Regions from separate parts of the Bactrocera dorsalis genome. Here region 2 is linked to region 1. The links are chromatin contacts, called in public Hi-C maps. All regions are on one chromosome and are shown on one strand. The core of a region is the stretch at or near the end of the contact, and the rest is flanking DNA. Distances in the headings are between cores, read along the strand shown.

Region 1 (5,516 bases), core at 1,893-4,392:
AAACCTTTTTTATCAAATCTTAGTCGTTTCACAAGTTCATATCGCCTTGCACATAATTTCTTATTCATTAATTTTCACTTCATCGCTTTGTTTCATCACAGCTTTTTTGCTTATGTCTAACTTTATGTTGCCATTCTAACGTTATCGCTGCTAATACATTAATTCTTTTCATGGATTCGCACATTTTACGCATTCAGCAGGCTTTTACAACATTATTATCGTGCTGGTTTTAACCCAGTGAACCATAAAATTAAGACGCATTAAGCATATGATATCAAATTTGTTATTTCAAAGAGAAAATACGGCATATTTTACAGTACTCCTACGATAAAGGCAAAAATGCATCTCAAGCCGCCAATAAAATTTGTGCAGTTTATGGACCCGATACAGTTTCCATTTCCACCGCACAACGATGGTTTCAACGTTTTCGTTCTGGTGTAGAGGTGGTCGAAGATGCGCCACGCTCCGGAAGGCCTGTCATCGAAAATTGCGATAAAATCGCTGAATTGGTCGAAAGAGACCGGCATAGTAGTCATCAAACCGTTATAAACCATTTGAAGAAGCTTGGAGTCACTAAGAAGCTCGATGTATGGGTGCCGCACGAATTGATTCAATACCGCAAGACTTTTTTGACAACCCAATATTACGTAAGACATTTTATACACAAAATATTTACTTAGCCACTTATTTAAAGAGTTCGCTATGCTTTGATTTATTTTTTTTTTCAGGTCTTTCACATACAAAATTTCAAATTTTCTTAAAGTACCCAACAATTTGGTCTGTTGGTATATCTTACGGCATGAGCACGCGGTTAAATATCTTGACAATTTCACAGGGTCGTTATTAGGTTGGTTTAGCAGCATGTCATTTGCAATGCACACATTTTTTGGTACTTTACTAATTTGATAAATAGGTAAATTACGTAGGCGCCTTAAGGCTTGATAACGTGTGAGAGTGCGTAAGTAAGCTTAATGGCTCTTTGTCTCAAAAATAATACTTTTGATATGAAGAAATGATAATATGCAGCTGTTGCGACGTAGAAGACTTGTTTAATAGACTGAAATCATAATGTGATTTAGAAGGCGTTGGCGTGTTTGGCAGCTTGAAAATATTTAATGATTGAAACAACAAATAAATAAATTTACTTAGCCACTTGAAGTTAGAAACAATAACAAATCTTTTACTTTATATTTGTATTTATATTTTTTAGGATATTTTTGACGAAGAGCGTAGATAATTCTTATTATCACTATTAATCCCAGCTCCTGGAAGATTTTCCTCCAAAAAAGGGTGTGCGGCGTTGAGTATGATTTTTCTGCTCAGAATAAAAAATCAAAAAATAGAAAAAAATATTACAATAAATGAATTAGATAATGATCTAGAGACGATTTTTAAAATTGTTGATTTTTGAAAATTATTTTTGAAAATTAATTTTGAAAATTATTTTTAAAATTATTTTTGAAAATTATTTTTGAAAATTACTTTTGAAAATTATTTTTCAAAACTATTTTTGAAAATTTCTTTTTTCAAAATTATTTTTGAATATAATTATTTTTGAAAATTACTTTTCAAAACTATTTTTGAAAACTATTTCTGAATTTTTTTTTTCAAAATAATTTGTTTATTTTTTTGCCATACAAAGTGTTGAAATTTTGACTTGAATATTTTTTGTTCAACAACAAAAAATAATAATAATAATCCGTTGTTAATTAATTAGGATTTTCAAACATTTTTTATTACTGCAATATTTTATATTATATAAAATGTATCTAAATTAATCCGACGTTATAATTTCGTTATTATTTCGCAACCAACAGCGCTGCAGCTTTGCTGTTACAAATATTGAGTGTTTGCGTTGCGCAAACGTCCTTTCGAATTTTAACATATTAGATAATCAGCGCAGTCCACAGTCATCCCTGCCTACACAAGTACCGCTATGCAATCATGTAAACATTAACAGTCACACCAATACAGACATAGTGAGTTGCAGCACAGCCACTGCGCTCATCTAAGAGTAGTACCGTTAAACATAAATTTTGTTAAGTATTAATTTAACCGCATACCCTCCCTTTTGCTCTGAGTTATAGTTTTTTGTTGTAATCATAGACACATTGCAGTTGAAATTTTTCTGTAGCGCATTTTTCGGCATCCAAACGCTTATGTAATTAAGCAATGCACAGCGCAAATACAATGGCGTACAGTGTTGTAGCAATAACAATAACAACGATGACAGCATGTAGAGCGCGCCAAGTAACAGTTTCAACAACGTGGTCGTGGTCGCTTACTCATTTCGGCTGTAACGCACGTAAACCTCACAGAAACCGGCTTTTGCGCAATATTGTTGCTATAGTTGTTGTTGCTGTTGTTATTGTTGCTGTTGTTGTTAGTTTTCTTTGCCGTTGCCTTTGGCTATGCTGCCAAATTGTCTTGTGGCCGCTCTTCGGCGTGTGTTTTTGTCGTTTTTCTTTTGATTCTTCTTCTGGTTTGCTGTTAAACGCTCCGTGTGCTCGCGCCACCGCTCGCTTAGCGTTCAACTCTTTTGACTCATTGATAAATTGGCCACTAGCAAATGTGCTGCCAAAAGCTGCTGGGCCAGCCAAGCAGTCAGCCAGCTGTAACGCTGCTCTTTGCTCAACACTTTGGCCAACTCTCTGCTTTGCTCTTGGCGCAAACACTCTTTCTTACCTGTCTGCGGAGATATACTCGTAATACCTTAGGCGTTTAGCGAAATTTTTGTTTTTTCATTCTTTTTGGCTTTAGTTTTGTTTTGTATTTTATTTTCATTTTCGTTTTTTGTTTCGTATTTTGTTTCTTGTCTTGCGCTCTCAATTTCCTCGGTGTGCTGTTGTTGTGCCATTGTTGCGTGGCCCGCGCTTATGGAAAAGTATGTCAAAGTCAAATGCTGACGATGACGATGCCGAAGACGATGATGACGACGCGTGGCCGATGCGCCGCTGCCAACGCCACTGCTACTGCCGCTTGGCTGCGCTGCCACATTAACACGTTGTCGCTGTGCTAAGTGGAGCTCACGTTCGCACAGCCCAACAGACATACCCACATATGTAAGCGTCTCTACACATTGCATAAGCGGCGGCTGTCGCAACAATAACAACAAAAACACAGCTTTCGGGAGCTGCTGTCTGCTGTCGGCTACCTGATCTGGCATTCGTCTTCAGCTTCGTCAGCGACTACGAGCCAACTCGCTTAAGTGCTTTGCGCCAACAGCTGTGGGTTAGACCTGGTTTTCGGCGTTACCCGCTTAGTAACTGCACTTTTGCAGCTCAACTGTGTCTGTGGCTTAAGCCGCTGCCTCTTTTTCTCAAGCGGCTGTCGCTCTTTGTAGCTTATTACATTTTAATAGATACTTCATGGTTGTTGTTGTATTTCTTAGATTTGGTTTGCTTGTTGGCGCATCGTTTGGTTTTTGGTTTCAATTGTTTGAATGTGCGGCTCTAGCAAAAACAATAGCAACAACACTGTCGAAAATTAGCTAAATATAGCTTCGTCTTTAGCTTGTCGCCGTCACGTTGTTTAATCATCGCTGTTGTTTTTATTTTTGTTTTAACATTTTTTTATTTGCTCGCAGTTGTTTTTGTTGTTGTTTTAACATTTTTTGTTTGCTCTGTGCCTCTTCTGTGTACATTTTCGTAAGCAATTGGCTTCATTTATTGCTCTACAGCCGGCATTTGTGGTTACATATTTATCGCGGCTGTGTTGTTATTGTTGTTGTGTTACATTTTCTATTGTTTCTCCGTTTATTTTTTTTAATTTTTTTCCGAATTTTAATATCAAATTAAATCGTGATTTGTAAATGCCCCTTCGTTTTTTATGTTTTTGTTATATTTTTTTTTTTGTTTCTTCCTCCTCTTGCCGCTTTACCACAATTATTTTCCTCCCAAACGCCGCAAATTCGATTTCGATTTCGTTCATTTAAAGCGGTGCCTTCGCAATCGTTTGCTTGAAGTGTTGTTGTTGCTAGCTGCAATTTTGTGTTGTAACAATTTTGATTGTGTACTACTCGGCGGTTACTTAATCAAATATGGACAGACCCGAAAACCAATCCCAATTTCAAACCTAAATGTAGACAAGGCTAGTTGGCTGAGCGAAGCCAAGTGGTGTGTGAGAAGAGACGAATTGAGTCGAAGGGAAGCGAGGCGAGGCGCGTCGTGCTGAGGCGAGACTTGTAAGCTCTGCGATTGTGCAAATCGTCGTGTTGTGGCCGAACATTTATATTGGTCTAACGGTTGTAGCATCGTTATGTTAAGGCTAAATTTTGTTGGCTTATTAGATTGTCAGTCAGTGTTGTTATTGTTGTTGTTGGTAAATATGTGGATAAACTCTGCTGTGGAGGTGGAGTTGCAATTAGAGTTGCATTTTCGGTTGTTTGGGTGCTTTTGTGGGCGAAAGGATCGTTTGATTGCGGCGTGTGGTTGTGGAGCTGGGGCAATAATTTGCATGTACTCGTACTTGGTGGGTATGCTAAATTGTGTAAACACTTGTGTAAGCATGAGATTAATCCCTTGTTAGGGTAAGTAATAGCCGCAGCAGGCGAGTATGCGCTTTTCTGAGTATTTTTGGCAAATAAAAGTGAAATGCTTGCATGCATTTCAGCGTGTGGTGGGATTACGTAGACGCTTATGCAATAAATAAGTGATCGAGGTTTACACGGAATACAACAATAAAGTTGTTATGCAAATTCTTGTAAATCGAAAACGTGAATTTTATTATGCAAATTGAAAAATAATTAAACAGTATCGCAGATTTTCGGGGTAATTTGTGGTACTAAGTAACATAACAACAGCTTGAAAGAGAATTCACTAGTGGAAAGTGAAATCTATTTTCGAGTGAAAGCTGTTTTCGAGTGAAAGCTTTTGTGCAACAGTCAGCTTAAAGCTGTTTTCAAGCGAATGTTTTGTTAGAAGATTCAGGTTAAACGATATTTTACTACGGAAGGCGAAAACTATCTTTAGTGAAAGCTTTTTTCAAGCGAAAGCTTTTGTAAACTAGTTAGCTTATAAGGAATTATCTTAGGGAAGATGAAATTTAGCTTCAATGAAAGCTATTTTGAAGTGAAAGCTTTTGTAAAATAGTTAGCTTAAAAAGGAATATACTAAGAAAAAGTAAAAGCTACCATTAAGTGAAAGCTTATTTCGAGCGAAAACTTTCGTAATGGAAATCTCTTGGAAAGAACTGGTGTTCGCTTTAAAAAGAATTTAGTTGAAAAAAAGTGAAATCTATCTTCAAGTGAACGCTATTTTCAGGCGAAAACTTTCATAAAAGAAACAAATTAGAAGGAAATTAGCTAAGAAAAGGTGAAAATAAGGGAAAGCGAGAACTTTTGCGCAAAGTTTGAAATAACTTAAAAGAAAAATTAGTATAAGAGTCAAAGTAAAGGTTATCTTCAAGTGAAACTTTTTCCAAGCGAAAGCTTTTATAAAAGCATCAGCTTGGAAGGAAATGTACTAAACAAAGTGGAAAGGTATCTTGAAAATCAAGTTCTTGCATGGAAACTTCTT
Region 2 (5,516 bases), core at 2,076-4,575, 51 kb after region 1:
TTAAGTATTCACCCTACCATCTTGGAGAATGAGCCATCCAAATATACAAAAAATGCTTTTACGGATTAAGTCATTAAAAATTCACAAAACTGTTTCGAAGGTCCCAAAAGTTAAGTTGATCCATATGGCTTACACTCCTGTGATATCAAGCGAACATGTTGAACAAATCGTTCATGAAAATTTGGACAGAAAGCTTTGGGAAAAGCGAATGTTCACAATCGAACGAATCGCACACAATTACCTTACTCTTCGGATCAAGTCTGATCTAAGCACTGAAGAAGCCTACTCATGCTTAGAACTCTTGCAGTTTTGCGCTCCTATAGCGAGCACTTGATATCAGCGACGCAATGGCAGTTACTATTACTTCTCAGACGACCTTCAAAGGCCTTTGGCAACCCCTAGCACACAAAAGCTTTCAACATTAATGACAACGATCGCAATAATTTCACAATTTAACACACTTTTTGCCTGCTTGCATCAGATTTACTTATTTCATAAGCGTATTGGTAACTTCAAGTGCGTGAAATTGCGCTGAGAAAATCAGAAATTAAATGACTTATATGTAACATACATACATATTTTCAATCTAAAAGCATTTATATCAAAGAAATATAAAATTTTGAAGGTCAATCACACGCCTTGATTCCCAGCTGTGGCGTCAGTCCAAAAGAAAATAGCAGCAAAATACAACAACTTATTTACTTTGCATTCATTTCATAACCAACAAAGGTGTGTTACGTCGCCTTATATGCGTACACATAACCATTTCCGCTCAGTTCAATGGATACTGGCGCACACACGCGCACATACATGCGGCTAGATAGCAATAGGCGAACGCTAAACGGCTGTTAGATGTGCCACCGATTACGCATCTCAATTGAGCGCTGCGTCGATTTTTTTAATCTTTTCTTTTTCTCGTTAATTCAGTTAGGCACACGTACGCCAGCCTGCCTATACTTACGTAACTGGCGCGGAGGAGCAGCGCGCGTTACGCGTGCAGGAGAGCGAACGCGCCTGGCTTGACGCGGAATGGCCGCGTGTCTTGCCTTTGCTGGCCGGATGGCGGCGGCATTGGCCAAGAAATAAGCGCAATGTTGTTGTTACAACAACAACAATAAAAAATGGTAATAAAAAACTTGCAAAAACGAGGCAGTTGTTGCTTGGCTGTCAAACATTGACACAATTAAAATGGAATGCGCGCACTTGTCTAAGCGCAAACGCTGCCATGTCGGCGCATATGTGGGAAATTTTCACCAATGACTCTGCGCTGGTCGTCAGCGCTGAAAAAATAAATATTGTGATTCGTGTGAATTTTCAGCGAAGACGGCAAAATAACGCTTAGTAATGCTGTTTAAAAATATAAACAACACGTAAGCACTTTATAAGCGTTCTCACAAATTCGATGCAGCTTTGTTGTTGTTTTGCTATTTTTTATTTATTCAATTTTATTTCTCTATTTGTTATTTCTTATTTGTTATATTCTAATTTTCTTTTTTTTTCAATATTTTTTTTTTATCTATTTACGCGTAGACGCGAGCGTTCTCCCATGCCGCTCGCGCTTTAACAATGTTGTTAAGTGTTTTGGCGTTCTTTGAGTTCCGTGTGTTGACAAAGCAAACACTAGCGTTGCTTTAGCTTTTAAATTGTCATGTATATATATATTTTTTCCTTGACGCAACGTTTATTTGCTTTTCATTAGCATATTTTGCGCTCAATTGACGCCTGCAAACGCTCGCGCATAAACACAGATGACACACAAGCGCTCTTTCACAGACGCAAAACACAATTTCAGAAGAGAGAGATAGAGAGGGAGCACACACACACACACATAACCTCATTTATTGGAAATGAATGAATTTGCAGCCTAACAGCTGCTTAACAGTGCGCTCTACAGCCGGCATGTAAAGCCACTGTTATTCCTTTTAAGAGTATTTCATGGGTATTTTAGCACTTTTTTCACTTGTTTTTGTGATATTGCAGTTATAAAAACAAAATTTGATTGCCAACACTGAGTCAGCGCTTAACATGCGGCTGTCGCAAAGCGTTCTTTGCCACTCACTCACATTCTCACAGCACTCACAAGCGCACTGCGCTAAACAGAGCGCCTGAAAGGCGCGCTACAACAACAATTTGTGTGCAACACATTGACAAAAGAGCGGCGCATTGACTTTGTGTGTGCTTTTGGTGTTGTGTATTTGCCATGAGGTGATTTTATAACTGGGTTTGCTTGGTGCTCGCCTTTTTTCTTAGAACCCGCGTTAGTTGAATTTTGCGTCACAGCTTCTTGCATAATACACAGTCGTAATTATGAAAATATATAAATTGTTTTCTCAGTGTTTTTTCGAGCAATAAAGCAAGCTTAAATAATTAATTTTAACGATTTTGTGACTCACCTGTACGGAAAAGCGACTGCTGACAGCATTTGGATAGCAGACAGCCACGCCCCCACATATATTTGCGAACGCCACTGCAGCTGTTGCCAGCTGCTGGCACAAATTGGTGTCCAAATAATTTCACTACAATTTCACTGGTGAAAATTACGCGTGTTTTGGCGAGAAAATTGAATAAATGCTATGGAAAATTCTAGCCAATGGGCGTAACAACTTGTTTTGTAACCATTTCAATATGCCCACAAACATAAAAAAAAAACACGCACACACACTCGCACACCATATAAACTTCTCCACTCTTTACGTAACTGCTTTTGCTTTGCTTTGCTTGGCCGTACTCACGTCAGCCAGCCAGCCAGCCAGCTGCCTTCGACGTCGTCGCCAACGTTATGTGACGTTCTGACACTCACCGTAACACATTTATTTATTGTATTTTTGGACACACACCGTATTTATTTTTAAACACTCGATTTGATTTCGATTTCTTGATCATGCTTTATTAATTGTAAGAAATGAAAATTCCGCATCAAACAAACAAACTTGACTTGCCGTGTATTGTAGCGAACGAAAATCGGCGTACACGCTAGCAGAACATAAGAAAAATACGCAAAAAAAAAACACAAAATGAAAAAACAACTGTTTTCCTTCAATTTGAATTGCTTAAAAATCAGCACAGCACAAGAAGTAAAAAAAAAATGATAATATTTTTTGTTGTGTCTGGCACGTTCTCCACGACTCGCTGGCGTTTCTTCGACGTTTCAACGCTGTATTCGCACACATACACACGCGCGCGCATACACACACCTTCAGCGTTGTGTTTTTGTTCTTGATTTTTGCTTTGAAAATGACAGAAAACGCGTTTGTCGAACTAAAAAATTCGCAAAGAAAAGCGTCCAACGTGCGCCGTTTATGCTGCTCAACTGAAACCGAAATGAATGGCGTGCCGCGCTAAGACTGCTCGCCAAAAACAGTGAGTAACAGCACAACAGCGCACAGTAGGCGCTTGTATTGGGCGCGCACTGTAAACGTAAGAATCGTTGAGCTGAGCGCACTTTACGTGGAGCGGCATTGGTGAGCGCTAAACAGCGCAAATAATGCCAGCTGTGATGTGGCCATTATTGAAAGTCATTGAAGTGTTTCATAACCTTACACTGGTTGGTTTTTGTATTAAGTACGCAATTATAGATCAAACTTTTGTTGAAATTATTTGGTTAAATTCTTCGAGGCAAATTTTGAGTGAAACCTTCAATTAAAGGGTTACATGGGTTTACGGGTTTCAAAATAATCTAACTTTTTGTTGACTTGTTAAATTATTCAACACCACTCGAATATTGTCCTAAATTTTCAAGTTTATCCGAGTAATAGTTTCGGAAAACTTGTGCGCTCGAGGCTAGCTGCGCTAAGTGCGCCATCTTTAAACTCGTTTTCTCGAAACTGTGTTATGGAAGACGGTTGTCTCGGTTGGTTTCTCGAGAACTACTTAACCGATCTTCATGAAATTTTACACAGGTTTTTGAGATACAATTTTTAAAGTCTTGGACGATGAGTTTTTACAACTATTTAAAAAAAAATTCGCGAAATTTTCAATGAAAATTTCATTTTTTGTAAAAATACAATTTTCAGTTTTTTTCTTCGTCCAAGTAAAGGTTCTGACTAGAACATGTATTTTTGCTTTACTTTGAGTGATTCCGTAAGAAGTTATCCTGCCAACGCGGGCGTATTATTTTTCAGAGAGGTCACCGGAAATGTCACAATGGTCGAGTTTATAATAATTTTTTTTCCAAAAATTTCTGAATTTCTTTTTTAATAGTGTATGTTTGTAACAATAAAAAATTCTAATAAAAAATTTCATATTTTATATGAGAAAAAAAATTGTTGAACAAAGGTTTTTTTTTTACCTGAGGAAACCTACGTAACCCCTTGAAAATTCGTAGCGCTAAATAAAAAGACTCAAAATAAAATTTTTTTGGGTAATAACCAAATAATACACATAAGTATATACTATTATAAATACCTAGAAGGGACTGATAAAGGTTAGTTTTTGAGGTAAATGTGAACGCATAGCGTGAAATCAGATTTTTTTGCGCTTTTCTTAAAACTACATTTCTCGAATTGATAGAATAAATAATTGAATTTTAACAGAACAAAGTATATTGACTCATTCCGGTATTTTTTTTTATAATAATATAGTCAATTTTACTTTTAAAACATAAACAGCGTCAAAATTTGTAGCAAATCGAAACTAGAAAATAATCTAGTGAAAAATCTGCTTAAGTTCCAATGAAAACATTTTAATTGTTTCATTTCCTAGACCTATTTTAATATTTCTAACAAGAGAAAGCTAAATACGTAGTCTGGCAATATCGCAACAACTCACAGCAATATTATGCAGCTATTTTTCAGCTGGTTCAGCGCTTTAACAGCGTTGTTGTCGGCAACATTGTGTAACATAGTACGCGCCACTCTCTTATGGCTTTCATGGTGTTAGTGCCACTGTTAAGTAGCGATTTTATGTTCACTTTTACTTCAGTTATATCACAATTGTTTCGAAAGAGCACAACACAAAACAAATGAAAACAACAAGAGAGCGTCGCGTTGCCATGTGCGTTACGTCATTCTGACAACGTCTGTGGTGGCGGCATGCTCCCACACTCGCCACAATTATACCCACATACGCATTTGTGTTTTCTTTGCAATTGTATTTGTGATAGCGTGTTATGAGCGCAACAATTCGGCGACATTGCAGACGCGCCCACCTTCTGTCCCTCGATTTTTTGCACTTTGATTTTGGCTGTTTCTTCGCTCTCTTTGCGGCAAATTATAAACAAATGTTGGAAAGAAGCATGTCAGATGAAGGTTGGCATATATAATATCTTGAAAGCAATGTTTTATTTTGAAAATTTTAAAAATTTTAATTTTACTAACTTTAATATTAAATATTCAATATGTCATTTTCTGAACTTAAGTTTTAACATATAATAATAAATATTTAATTTCTAATCTTTATTTGGGAATCTTTAAGCCTTAATTCGCAATCTATAATCTATGATCTATTATATATAATCTATAATCTATAATCTATAATCTATAATCTATAATCTATAATCTATAATCTATAATCTATAA

What was found. A called contact is a pair of places that touch in the nucleus more often than the background predicts.
Region 2: a contact with region 1 is called in a Hi-C map of whole body, with 10 times the contacts expected there. The contact joins the promoter of LOC105229035 here to the enhancer-like site in region 1. A contact is called at or near these places in 2 of 2 Hi-C or Micro-C datasets (both in whole body).

Annotation. Positions count from the first base shown.
Region 1 is chr5:41,616,534-41,622,049 of ASM2337382v1, forward strand. The region is part of intron 2 of LOC105229035; the gene reads right to left. Among protein-coding and RNA genes, the nearest start is that of LOC105229034, 49 kb to the left of the region's middle. Within about 2 kb of position 3,143, the one cell type or tissue checked has open chromatin away from gene starts, as enhancers often do.
Region 2 is chr5:41,667,130-41,672,645 of ASM2337382v1, forward strand. LOC105229035 reads right to left here and starts at 3,326. Exons shown (of 7, transcript XM_049458401.1): 1 at 2,801-3,326.